Linked DNA regions of Ovis aries: region 1 is linked to region 2. Evidence: chromatin contacts called from public Hi-C data. All regions are on one chromosome and are shown on one strand. The core of a region is the stretch at or near the end of the contact, and the rest is flanking DNA. Distances in the headings are between cores, read along the strand shown. Region 1 has its middle 5.4 kb from the start of TASOR. Region 2 overlaps ARHGEF3 (Rho guanine nucleotide exchange factor 3).

What was found. Hi-C and Micro-C count contacts between places; a contact is called where the count stands out from the background.
Region 1: a contact with region 2 is called in a Hi-C map of mixed tissues, with 4 times the contacts expected there. The contact joins two enhancer-like sites. A contact is called at or near these places in 14 of 16 Hi-C or Micro-C datasets (blood, hypothalamus, liver and 7 more).

Annotation. Positions count from the first base shown.
Region 1 is chr19:44,433,323-44,439,136 of ARS-UI_Ramb_v3.0, forward strand. No RefSeq gene overlaps it. Among named protein-coding and RNA genes, the nearest start is that of TASOR, 5.4 kb to the right of the region's middle. Within about 2 kb of position 3,174, at least 12 of the 54 cell types and tissues checked have an H3K27ac peak or open chromatin away from gene starts, as enhancers often do.
Region 2 is chr19:44,179,904-44,185,862 of ARS-UI_Ramb_v3.0, forward strand. All of the region lies in intron 2 of ARHGEF3 (Rho guanine nucleotide exchange factor 3), which reads left to right. Among named protein-coding and RNA genes, the nearest start is that of ARHGEF3, 78 kb to the left of the region's middle. Within about 2 kb of position 3,373, at least 9 of the 54 cell types and tissues checked have an H3K27ac peak or open chromatin away from gene starts, as enhancers often do.

The DNA.
Region 1 (5,814 bases), core at 1,924-4,423, 250 kb after region 2:
ACAACAGAATGATCTCTGTGTGTTTCTAGGGCAAACCATTCAATATCAAAGTAATCCAAGTCTATGCCCCAAACACTAATGTCAAAGAAGCTGAAGTTAAATGATTCTATGAAGACCTTCTAGAACTACCACCAAAAAAAAAAGATGTCCTTTTCATCATAGGGGACTGGAATAAAAAGTAGGAAGTCAAGAGATATCTGGAGTAACAGGCAGGTTTGGCCTTGGAGAACATGGCCAAATGAAGCAGGGCAAAGGCTAACAGAATTTTGCCAAGAGAAGGCTTCCTCATACCAAGCAGCAGTTCTCAGACACCAGCTGGGAGTCCAATGATTCAACTCAATTCTGACACTATCAACTCAGAGATAGAATCAGTTTCCACAGTCCCACCACATTATACGGCAGCAGCAAGCTCAGGTTGTTACATGCGCTTCTGACTAACTGAATACAAATCAGAAGTTCCCATGGGTTTCTCTCTGGGTTTGAGTAATTGCTAGAACAGCCCCGAGAACTCAGGGAAATCTATTTACTGATGAGATTACTGATTTATTATGTTGTTGTTTAGTCACTAAGTTGTGTCCTACCCTTCTGCTACCCCATGGAGTGTAGCTTGCCAGGCTCCTCTGTCCACGGGATTTTCCAAGCAAGAGTACTGGAGTGTGTTTTCATTTCCTTCTCCAGGGGATCTTCCCAGCCAGAGATCAAACCTGAGTCTCTTGTGTCTCCTGTGGATTCTTTACCGCTGATTCACTGAGGAAGCCCTAATTTATTTTGAAAGGCTATTTAAAGATAAAAATCTACAGCCAGATGAAGAGATATACAGGGCAAGTTCTGGAACAAAGAAACTTCTGTTCTCTTGGAATTTGGGACTTGACAAGTTAGCATGTAGAAGCAGATCTTTGTCCCTCATGTAGCAGCTCCCCAGCAAAGGGTCAAAAAGCTATCTTTTGAGGGTTTTATGGAGGCTTCTTTACATAGCCATGACTGACTCAATCATTGGCCAGTGGACAATGATTCAACCGCAAGCTCCCCTCCCCTCCCTGAAATCAAGAGGTGGGACTGAAATCAGGAAAACCAGCCAGTCACTTGGGCTGACAAGGAGCCCACACCCTGGGGTGGAATCCAAAGTCACCTTTGTTAACATATACCCAATTGTGATGGAAAGAGATTGTTGTAAATATCAAGATACCCAATCCGCCTGCAGCATTTTGTGGAAGGACAAACATTATAGCAAAAGATCCTCCTATTGCTCTATCAGCCCAAAAATCCTAAGGGTTTTGGGAGCTATGAACCAGGAACTGTGACTGAAGCCAAATATACCTGAGAAATATATCTTGGTCATCTGAATGCCAAATATATACATATTTCTTATAAATCACAGTATCACAGTAGCAAAAGGTCATTTTAACTATATCTTTTATTGCTAGCCTCTTGTATTTTAAAGGAAATTTTTGTTTTTCTTGTTGGCCTTTTATAAATTGGAGAGAAAACGTCCAAAATTACAGTAAGTCTGAGTACCTTTCTTGGATTATGAAGCACCAAATAATAAAGCCGTAACATGAATCATGTCAAAGGGAATGCAATATCTGTGCTCAGTTGTTAGTCCGGCAGGGAGACTAGATGACTGATGACTGATTTGCTTCTATTTCTCCACAAATCCTCTAGAAATTGTTCAGTGCCAAAAGAAAAAGTAAAAATGAAAAGACTTGTGTTTGTAAGGGAGGTGGCAGGAAGTTTCAATGGCTCAGTGGTAAAGAATCCACCCGCCAATGCAAGAGACTCAGGAGACATGGGTTTGATCCCTGGGTGGGGAATATCCCCTAGAGAAGGGAATGGCAGCCCACTCCAGTATTCTTGCCTGGAAAATTCCATGGACAGAGGAGCCTGGTGGACTATAGTCCATGGGGGTCTCATAGATCCAGATACAACTGAGCATGCACATACATCCACACATGTTCCTATTCATTCAGAATAACAGAGGGACCAAACAAGGGATAAAAATGACACATAGGGGAGTGATGGGAATGTATTATGGTGTAACTTTGTAATTTTTCTTTATTTCTGTTGAGAGCCTTGATTAACAAACTAGAGCTCCTAGAGGCCTACAAGCAAGTAGAATTTCATTTACTTGCCGGAGACTGGAGTCAGAAGATAGACAAATTCGAGTCCTGCTCTGTCACTTATTGGAGCTATTCCTTCGAGCAAGACAGTTAAGCCACCATTTCTTCCTCTGCCAAACATGGCAATGTTTCTCTGGCAACTGCTGTGAAGATTAAAGAGTTTATAGTCTGGAAAGCACCAGACTATAAACCCAGGGTCGGGATGCATCTGTTTATTTTCAGCTCTATCCCCAGAAGCCCAACCTAGGGCCTGGTAGCAGATAGGGTCCCAAGAAATACTTGTTGAGAGAAAGAATGGTAAAATACCTGTATTATTATTCCTTTTCCTCAAGCTTACAGTCTTCCAAATTGAGTAGTGAGATGTGTTAAACCTTCTGAATTCCTACAACTTTCTTTTGCTCTCCTTTATTATAAAAGCATAAAATCAAAAACACTTTGAATTTTTTTTTCCACACATTTCACCACTATTGGCACTTTTGCAATATACCACTTGCTCTTGAGATTTTCTTTTTTTTTTTTTTTTTTGGCTTTGTGTAACTCATGTCCTTAGCACCATCCTCTTCTTAGAAAACTTCACCAGCCACCATGTGAAGTTAGTATAACCTTGTCTTTCTTCAGATGGAAACAGCAGTGGTGTAAACGATCTTATACCTGGAACTCTACTGGTCACCCAGCTGATAATACAGGAGAATCACTCCCAATTATTAAATCCTTTTTATTTCAACAAATCTTGGATTTGGCAAATGATGTTCATCTGTCTTCTCAAATGCAGTAAAAGGCATTGTGAATTTACATAAGGCATTTCAACGGCATTTGATAGACACACCCGAATTTATATTTTGGGAGTCTACATTTGCATATAATGAAGTTTGCTTAAAGCAAGATATACCAGTAAACACTTAATGTGGTAAACCCAAATCAGGTTATGTGAAATTCTTGCCAGAAAAGAAAAGATTAGATAGCCACTTTGCCCTTGGCAGTCAAAACAGATTTCATAAACACCTATTGTGTTCCAGGCACTGTGTTCTAGGCACTGCGCCAGGCTCATTATGGTAAGCAAACCCAGACATTGCTCTTCAGCCCATGGAGCTGATTATACATAGGTTCTAGCCGGGGTGGGGTGGGGGCGGGGGGAGGCGAGAGAGAGAATTCCACAAATGAGGGAGTCATTACAAACTGAGGGAAGTGAAAGGTAAACAGCCTGAAAACAACAAGGTTCTGTGAAAGCACAGCGGGAACCAACCTCAAATGAGAGGAGGGTGATCAAGGAATTTTACACAAGGAAGTGAAGCTGCAGCCAAAAGAAGCTCAGGAGGCGCTCATGAGGATGAGGAAGAGCACACCACACTGGGGAAGCAGTGTGTGCTGAGCCTGATCACGTGGCCAGGGGAGCCCAGCGAGGGGGCCAGACGGGGGAAGCACCCAGGAGCTTAGGGAACAGGAGTGGAGAGGAAAGTAGAAAAGGGTCAGGATTAGCAGGACTCTCTAAGCCCCAGGAAGAATTCTTATCTTTGTCCCTTGAGTAATGAGAACCTGCAGAAGCGTTTCTGGTTGTCGATGTTGAACTGAAAAACATCATACAGTAAAACACACAACTTTCAAATGTAGAGTTCAACAAATATATATATTTATGTACTGCCCTTGTAACTATCACCTAAATCAAGATGTAGAATATTTTCATTGTTTCAAAAATTCTTTCATATCCCCTTTGACTCAGTACCTCCTCACACACCTCCCTGCTACAGACACATAAGGGAACCACTGTTCTGACTTATTATCATGGACTATTTTTGTCTTGCCCTTGTACTTCATGCGAATGGAATCATGCAGTATATACTCTTGTGTCTGACTTATTTTCACTTAACATCATGCCTGTGAGATTCATTCATGGTATTACGTGTAACAGAAATCTTAGATGGGTTTGACTCAAATGACAAAAGTGGTGATCATTTTGTAATGTATAGAAATAGCGAATCACTATGTTGTACACCTGGAACTAACATAGTGTTGTAGGTCAATTGAAGTATATTCAATTAAAAAAAAAATCTTAGAAATGAAACCAAAACAAACCTTAGTAACAGCTCGTGACTCCTGGGTTTAGTTGAGATGTGTGGTTACGAGTCAGCTGTGTAACTGAAGGGCTACTCACATGCAAGCTCATCCCTAAGCTTATTCTTATTTCTAACTGAGGATTCCTTTTGTGCCTTCTCTTCTTTGCATGGACGTCTTTCCTCCCAGACATTAACCATGATGAACTTCAACCCAGTTTGTTGTCAGGGTCTTATACTTCCTTGGGACACTCCCAGGAAATACTTGCTCAGTGAGTAATATAAGTTCTTGGGGGGAAAGAAGGTGACTCTGTGGAAGAATTATTATTTTTGTAGCTCAAGCATAAGGGAAAGAATGGCAATTTCATGTCTTTAATGCATCTGAATAGGCAGTGGAGTTGTAGGTTTATAGCACTGACCTTATTCATAAAATGAATGAATTGAACTGATTTAATCTCCTTAAGGTTCTGTGAGTTGGATTAGTGGTGGTTTTGTTGAATGGCCTTATTTTTCTTGTGGATTAAAAAATTTTTTATTTACTTTTTAATTGAATGATAATTGCTTTATAGAATTTTGTTGGTTGACTGGCCTTTATTATCTTTCCCTGCTGCTGATCAATGGAAGCTTTAAAAAAAAAAAAACGGTCTCCTAGCTGTATGCTTGAAGCAGGTACTTGTGAGCATCAAATAGCATCTTTTACCTGGAAACAAAACATGAAATTGTTTACAAATGTTAAACACTGCTATTACAGTCAAATCTTTTTAGTGGCTTTGTTCACTTCAAAGGTATTGTTATTAATGCTTTTGTTTTTATGTGTGAATTCTGTAACTATAAAACTAGTTGATTTGATCAGCATCAGGGAGTTTCTAATTCCTCTGTTCTGAAACATAGGGATCCTTCTAGAATCTCTGTGTGGGCTTTCTGGATGATTTTTAAGATACTGCTGTTGCACTCTTGGTTGAAATATTGGGTAATAACAACAGCTTCCAGCATGATTTTCTATATATATATTTTTAATGTTTTAATTAAAAATTTATATTGAAATGTTTTTGATTTGCATTGTTATGTTAGTTTCTGGTATATTGCAAAGTGATTCAGCTATATATGTGTGTGTGTATGTGTATATACACATATATGTATGTATATACATACACTTTAGATTTCTTTTCCATGATAAATTATTATAAGATACTGAGTATAGTTCCCTGGCTATACAGTTGATCCTTGTTGGTTATCTGTTTTATATAGTGTGAATATTTAAATCCTGAAATCCTAATGTATTTCTCCCCTTCTCCCTTCTTTCAAAAATGTATTTTTTTTTAGTTGAGTGGTGCATTTTTAAAAGCTGTTTTATTTGGCTGCACTGGGCCAGGTCTGTGTTGTAACCTGAGAGATCTTTTAGTTATGGCATTCATCTGATTCCCTGACCAGGGATGGAAGCAGGGCCCCTGCGTTGGGAGTGCGGAATCTTAAGACACTGGACCACCAGGGAAGTCCCTCCTATTTTTAAAATGAAGAGTTGAACTGGATTTTTTTTTTTTTTTTCTGTTTTCAATGTAAAATGGCAATTGTGGTCCCTGCATATTTAGTTATATACTACCTCACCATTCTCTAGTTTATTTCTGCGGTGGTGTTTTGTCTGTTACTGA
Region 2 (5,959 bases), core at 2,123-4,622:
GAATGAGCAGCCTGTGGAGCTGGACCCACCACAGAGCACGGGGTTGACAGAGGGCCTGGTGTGGAGCTGTTGATGTCTGGGGATCTCTGTTTTCCTCTGTGCCACATACTGAGGCTGGCCTCCTAGGGGGTAGTCCACTGCACAGGTGTCCTCTCCCCCAAGAACTGGGTCCTCACCAGCTGTCCTGTACCTGGCTTCTCCCCAGTCATTTGAGAAGGGTGGCATGGAGTTACAGTCAGTTGATCCAGGGAACACAGTTCTTCATCTCCCCCGGTGGGGCCAGTTCTGTGTTCACAGCCATTGCATGTGGCTGGGACAGACAGGAGGGACTCAAGAGTCCTGTCATGATGTTGATATAGCAGGTGTTGGTTGAGAGGATCAGTGGCAGATCGTGGAGGTCACACGACCGTCTTCCCAGGTCTCCGGGGTGCTGTGCTCCCTACCCCTGGGCCTTTAGACATGCTGCCCTGTTGGCCTGGGATGCTTTTCCTCCTGTTATTCTTCAGATCCCGCACAAAGGTTGCTTTTCTCCGAAAACCTTCTTTAACTCTTGTATAAATATATACTTAGTCTGGATAAAATATTTGTTTAACTCATTTATCAGAAAACTAGAAGGATAAGGAAGAGAAAGCTGGATCTAGGAGGTATCCAGGAAGATATATGTGATATGTATGCATGTGTGTGTGTATCATGTAAGTATATATATAGTATGTATATGTACACGTATATGTACTCTCATTTGCGTGTGTATATATGTGTACATATATATACATATAGTCGTAGAAAATTGTGAAGAAAAGAATATTGGGATAAGATGGCAAATTTAGATATAAAACTTGTTTAGGTTCTACAGAAAAATAACACTGTAACCTTTGGAATTATCTTTTAATACTTGGCAGAAATTACTTACAACTTACCAGTCTTTTACAAGTTCACGACCTAAATTTACAGAGTCTGGGACCTAATCGAAAGCAAATGGTAAGTCAGAAATCACCTACCCTATAGGCAGGTGCTGACTGTAGATGATGCTAAAGAGGCATGCTTTATTTCCTAGTTTGGAACTTTTTTTTAAAGTAGCATTATGTCCTGAGTGGCTAGCACAGTACCTGGTGTAAAGCAGAAACAAGCGGCTATTTGGTGAATGAATGAACACACGGGAAGAAGATCACTTCCTCAGGCAGGTGCAGGTAAGTGGAAGTGAAGTCACTCAGTCGTGTCCGACTCTTTGCGACCCCGTGGACTGTAGCCTACCAGGCTCCTGTTGTCCATGGGATTTTCCAGGCTAGGGTACTGGAGTGGGTTGCCATTTCCTTCTCCAGGGGATCTTCCCAACCCAGGGATCGAACCTGGGTCTCCCATATTGCAGGCAGACGCTTTACCATCTGAGCCACCAGGGAGGCCCTGGCAGACACAGGGCCGGGTGTTTAATCCAGGAGAGAGAAACAATGTCTGTGAGAAATTGTGCCTCCACCACCCCGCTGGAGGAGTTTGGGGCCAGAACTACCACCCCGCTGGAGGAGTTTGGGGTCAGAGTGCACACTGTGTGCAGACCTGCGGGAGGCTAGTAGCAGGGCACTTGCCAAATCGGGTTTGGGGCAATAAAGGACAGCAGGTCAGGGATCTCGCAGTGAGGAGGGGTGTTCAGAACCAGGGCGAGCTCAGGGATTAGGACCAGGAGGGAAGGGAAGGAACTGGTGCTTCTGACATCACTGACAGTGTGCGATTCGTTGTGGAGGTTTTCAGTCGCCATGGTCTGTCTCATGTCTGCCCCTCCCCTGGCCTGTTAGGTGGTCGTCTTTTCCTTCTCCCAGAGGCCTGAGCATCGCTGAAGGAGCAGTGGAGGCAGATGTGCTTGGATTGAGGCTCTGCCCTTACGAGCTACGTGGGCCTTAGCAAGGTGGTGACCCTCTGCCGGCCTGTTTCCTCATTGGAACCTTGGCGTGTAACCTGGGCAGATACCAAAGCTTCCAACACTCCAAACCTCAGGTTTTGCTATGTCCAAAGGTTCAAAGTCTGTTGGTTCTCCTCTTTACTGCGTCTGTCAAAGAAGACTCAAAGGGGATCCATTTTATACCCAAGAGCAGCCCTTCTTAGGAACTCCTCTCTCTTCTCATTCCCTTCAGTCCCCAGCTCACCTGGCCTTGCAGGCACCCTAAGATCTCTCTCCTCCTCCCCTTAGACTCCCCCTGTATGCACTCCAGAAGACTTCTCTCCCCCAACCCCCCTCAGTATTCCCTCATCTCTCCATATCCTGCCTCTCTTCCCTCTGATTTACATAGAGACTGCTGAACTCAGACTGTATAACGGTGGCTGGTGGTGGGGGGGGGGGGGGGGGGGGGGGAGGAAGGCAGACAGGACCAAGTCATTCCTTAGGTGGTTGGACAAGAAGCCTGGTAGCCTCAAGTTTTAAATAGCTCTTGCCCTTCATTCAGAAAGCAAAGCCCCCCAGAGGTGCTCAAGGGGTCTCTTGAGGTCAGAAGGATTCTTTTAAAGTGGTATGTGTCACATTTCTGCATTTAGTGGGCCTCCAGTCAATGGCAGTTCCTATTATTCTTACGGAGAAGGGAGCTCAGTGGGGACTTTCTCACAGCTGTGAGTGATGCTGAAGGGGCAGTGACGCTCTGCCGGGTGGGCTCTGGTGCTCTGAATGAGCACTCAACCCAGAGGGTGAGAACTCACCTGCAGGGTCAGGCTTGGGGGAGAGCGGGGATGATGCTCCAGCTGGAGAGTGAGGTTGTGGGGGCCCCAGCTGTGGGGAGCAGCCTGGCAGAGAGCTGTGGTCTAGTCTTGAGGTGGGAGGGTGTATTTTTCAAAGGTTCCCGGATTCTAGAGCAGGCCATCCAGAGTCATTTGGGTCTGAGCCAGAATCAACCTGTCCTCCATGCCACTGGGATCTCCTTAGCTGCAAGCCGATCCTCGCCCCCCCCCCCCCCGGCCCCCCGCCCCGCGCCGCCGCACACACCCCCTGCGCACCACCCCCGCCAGAGTTCCTGGGAGGAGTCAGGTGGCTTTGAGTCAGGGTGTCTGTCTGTGAAATTTGCAATCTGCTCAGGTCTTAGGATGGAAATGGGATGGTGCTGTGGACCACCTGAAGACTCACGTTCCACAGGGGCCATTTTTAGGTGACATTCATGTGCTCCAAGCAGGAAAACGTTAAGTGAGGAGTGGAAGGAAATTCTCTTTGACCTTGTTCTTTCTCTCTGTTCTTCTCCTTTTAGGAAAGGAAGCATTTTTGTTTGCAATTCAGATTAATTAAAAAGACAGGAAAGGAAAGAAGACAAAAGGAAAAAAAAAAGAGCTACATAGGGTATTTGAGACTCGCCCCGCCCACCCTCACCCACCCCAATCCCTGCGCAACCCCTGAGGTTTTCTCATTGCTGGCCAGCAGAGGGCACTCTTCACCCACATACTGTGCTGACTTTCTTTTGGTGGAGGCAGGAGTCTTGTTCTCTCATGGAAAAGTCAGTCCTGGAAAAGATTCACTTCCAGCCCTTTCTAATACAACTCTACATTCTCATGGAGGGAACTTTCCTCTTTTAGAGCTGCAACATCTGTCCTGTTATTTTAAAATCTGTCTACTGTTGTCTGAGTATTTGAAGCCTCTTAAGAGGAAGATGTTTTTTCCCAGCTTCTTAGAGCACAGATTCAGACAGAAATGGGGCAGAGGGCACAGAGTGGGTGTGCGTTGGTCTCTTCAGTCATGTCTGGCTCTCTGCGGCCCGTGGACCGAAGCTGTCCAGACTCCTCTGTCCATGGGATTCTCCAGGCACAGAATGGTGCATTAACAGCAATTAATAAATACTTGGCTCCAGGTGAGCGTTCCTTGCCAGTCTCATGACTTTCGCACCTCCATTGTCCAGGCCCTTCCTCCCAGTGGTACAGAACTGATAGAGATGGTTACAAAAACCAGAGCACTCACAGGCCAGTCCTAGGAGGGAACAGCTTTGGGTCATGCAGAACGTTGTACTTTCCATGGGGACATTGTAATTCCTTCCACTGGATTTCCTCCCCCCCCATCACACGTTTAATCCTATTGATGTAATTAATAGGTAACCCTTATCGCACTCTAACCAGCGCTGTTCTAAGAGCTCTTACGCATGTCCACTTGTTCACCTCTCTTAAAATCCCAAGAGGTGGTGGAACTGCTGGGGCTTCTGAGGCTTGGTGACGGTCCGACACTTGCTGAGAGGCACTTTGCTGGTGAGGGAGGATCCAGATTGGACCCTGCCCAGGTGTTGTCCATACTTATTCTTTTCTTGAGTCCCAGTTGGATCCCAATACGGTGCAGACACAAGATGCTACAGTGCAGCTCTGGCTAATGTTAGTTTTGAATGTGCTGTTATTTGAGTATTTGAAAGAAAAAGGGAGGAAGGAGAGAGAGCCAGCCCTCAGGGAGCGTGCGTCCGAGAGTGGAGCCCTCAGGAGTCCTGAGTCCACCACAGTGGAGGTGTAGGGGTGGGGGAGGTTGGTGGGTCTATTTCCTCCTCCTCCTCCTCCTCAGTCCCTTCAAGTAGAGCCGCTCTGCTTTTACCAGGTGTATTATGTCTTGGGTTTTGAATATAACCAGGTTTGACACACAGGTTCTACTGCTGCAAGAACAAAACAAACCTCTGGTGCACCAGCCTGGAGGTACAAGCATGCCCTGAGGCGTTATCCCCCTGCACCCTGGGGTCCTTTCCTCTTCCGGTTCCCTTTCCAGTGGCTCCCTCCCTCCTGCCTCCGTCCTGTGCCACACACTTCCTTCCCTGGCTCCTGCCCAGCCTTCACATCACCAGCAGCTCAGCTCAGCTCTAGTTGAGACAAAGGCGAGGCTAGGAGGGTGAGAACCGGAGTCCGAGCTCAGCCTCCCCACCTGCTGGCACGCTGTGCATGCTCCCTGTGCCCCAGGCTCCTCAACCGTGAGATGAAATGTTACCAGAACCTGCCCATCACCTTGTGCAGATTATATGAGAGGATTTTTGTAAACATCACTTCACCCAAGTGTAAGCATTCGTGGTCCCTGGGCCACTGTGATGATCATTACTAATACTGTGACAGCTGCCACCACCCTATTTTTCTCTTTCATTTTCCTACCAGTGTTCTCAGGAGTGTTCATCCTCTCTTCAGCCTCCACTTCTTTCTCACCTGTTCACTCTTCCCAAGAGGTTGGACAGCCAGCTGCCCCCACCCCGCAACTGCTGCCCTGAAATAGCACCCCAGGTTGTCAGCCATCTCCTGACAGCCAGTCCTGCCCCTGGTGGTACTATGCTCTCTGAGCCAGCAGCCTGAGCTGGGCATCTTCTTTGAGGAAGTCTGGGTATTGTTGGCCATTCTGCAGATGAGCGACCTCAGAAAGAGGCTATGGGGGGATGTGCACAGAGCTCAGAATCTGGGTTACAGACACAGCCAGGAAGGGTGATCTTGGGTCCCGATTCACTGTTACCTCCCAGGCTGTAATGGTTCTAGAACACTGGTGGCTACATTGCCAAAGGATGTAGAAGGCGCAGGGCCATTGTTGTTTTCGGTTGAGTGAAGAGATTTCCTTTGGGGAGAAGACAATAAAAAGGAAGGAACCGCCGCTGTACGCAGCACCGCAGGTGACTCCCGGCGCTCTGCACAGAGGGAAGGGAGCCAGGCGTAAAAGGTGCCGTGCCGTGTGATCCCACTTACGTGATGTTTCGGAAAAGGCAAAATTATCGGAACAGAAGGCAGATCAATGGTTGCCAGGAACTGGGGTGGGGAGGAGGGTTAGATCACAAAGGGGCTGCATGAAGGACTCTGGGGGTGATGGAGCAGCTCTGTGTCTATGTGGGGGTGGGCATACACCTGCGAATGTTTTCAGAACTCACATCTGCACGTCAAAGAGTGACTTTGTATGTAAAAGTGTATTTTTTAAAATGAGGCAGTGAAATAAAATGAAAGACAGGCTGCAGAGCAGGAAGACAGAACACGCTGTCATCGCCCTACAGCGTGGGGTCTG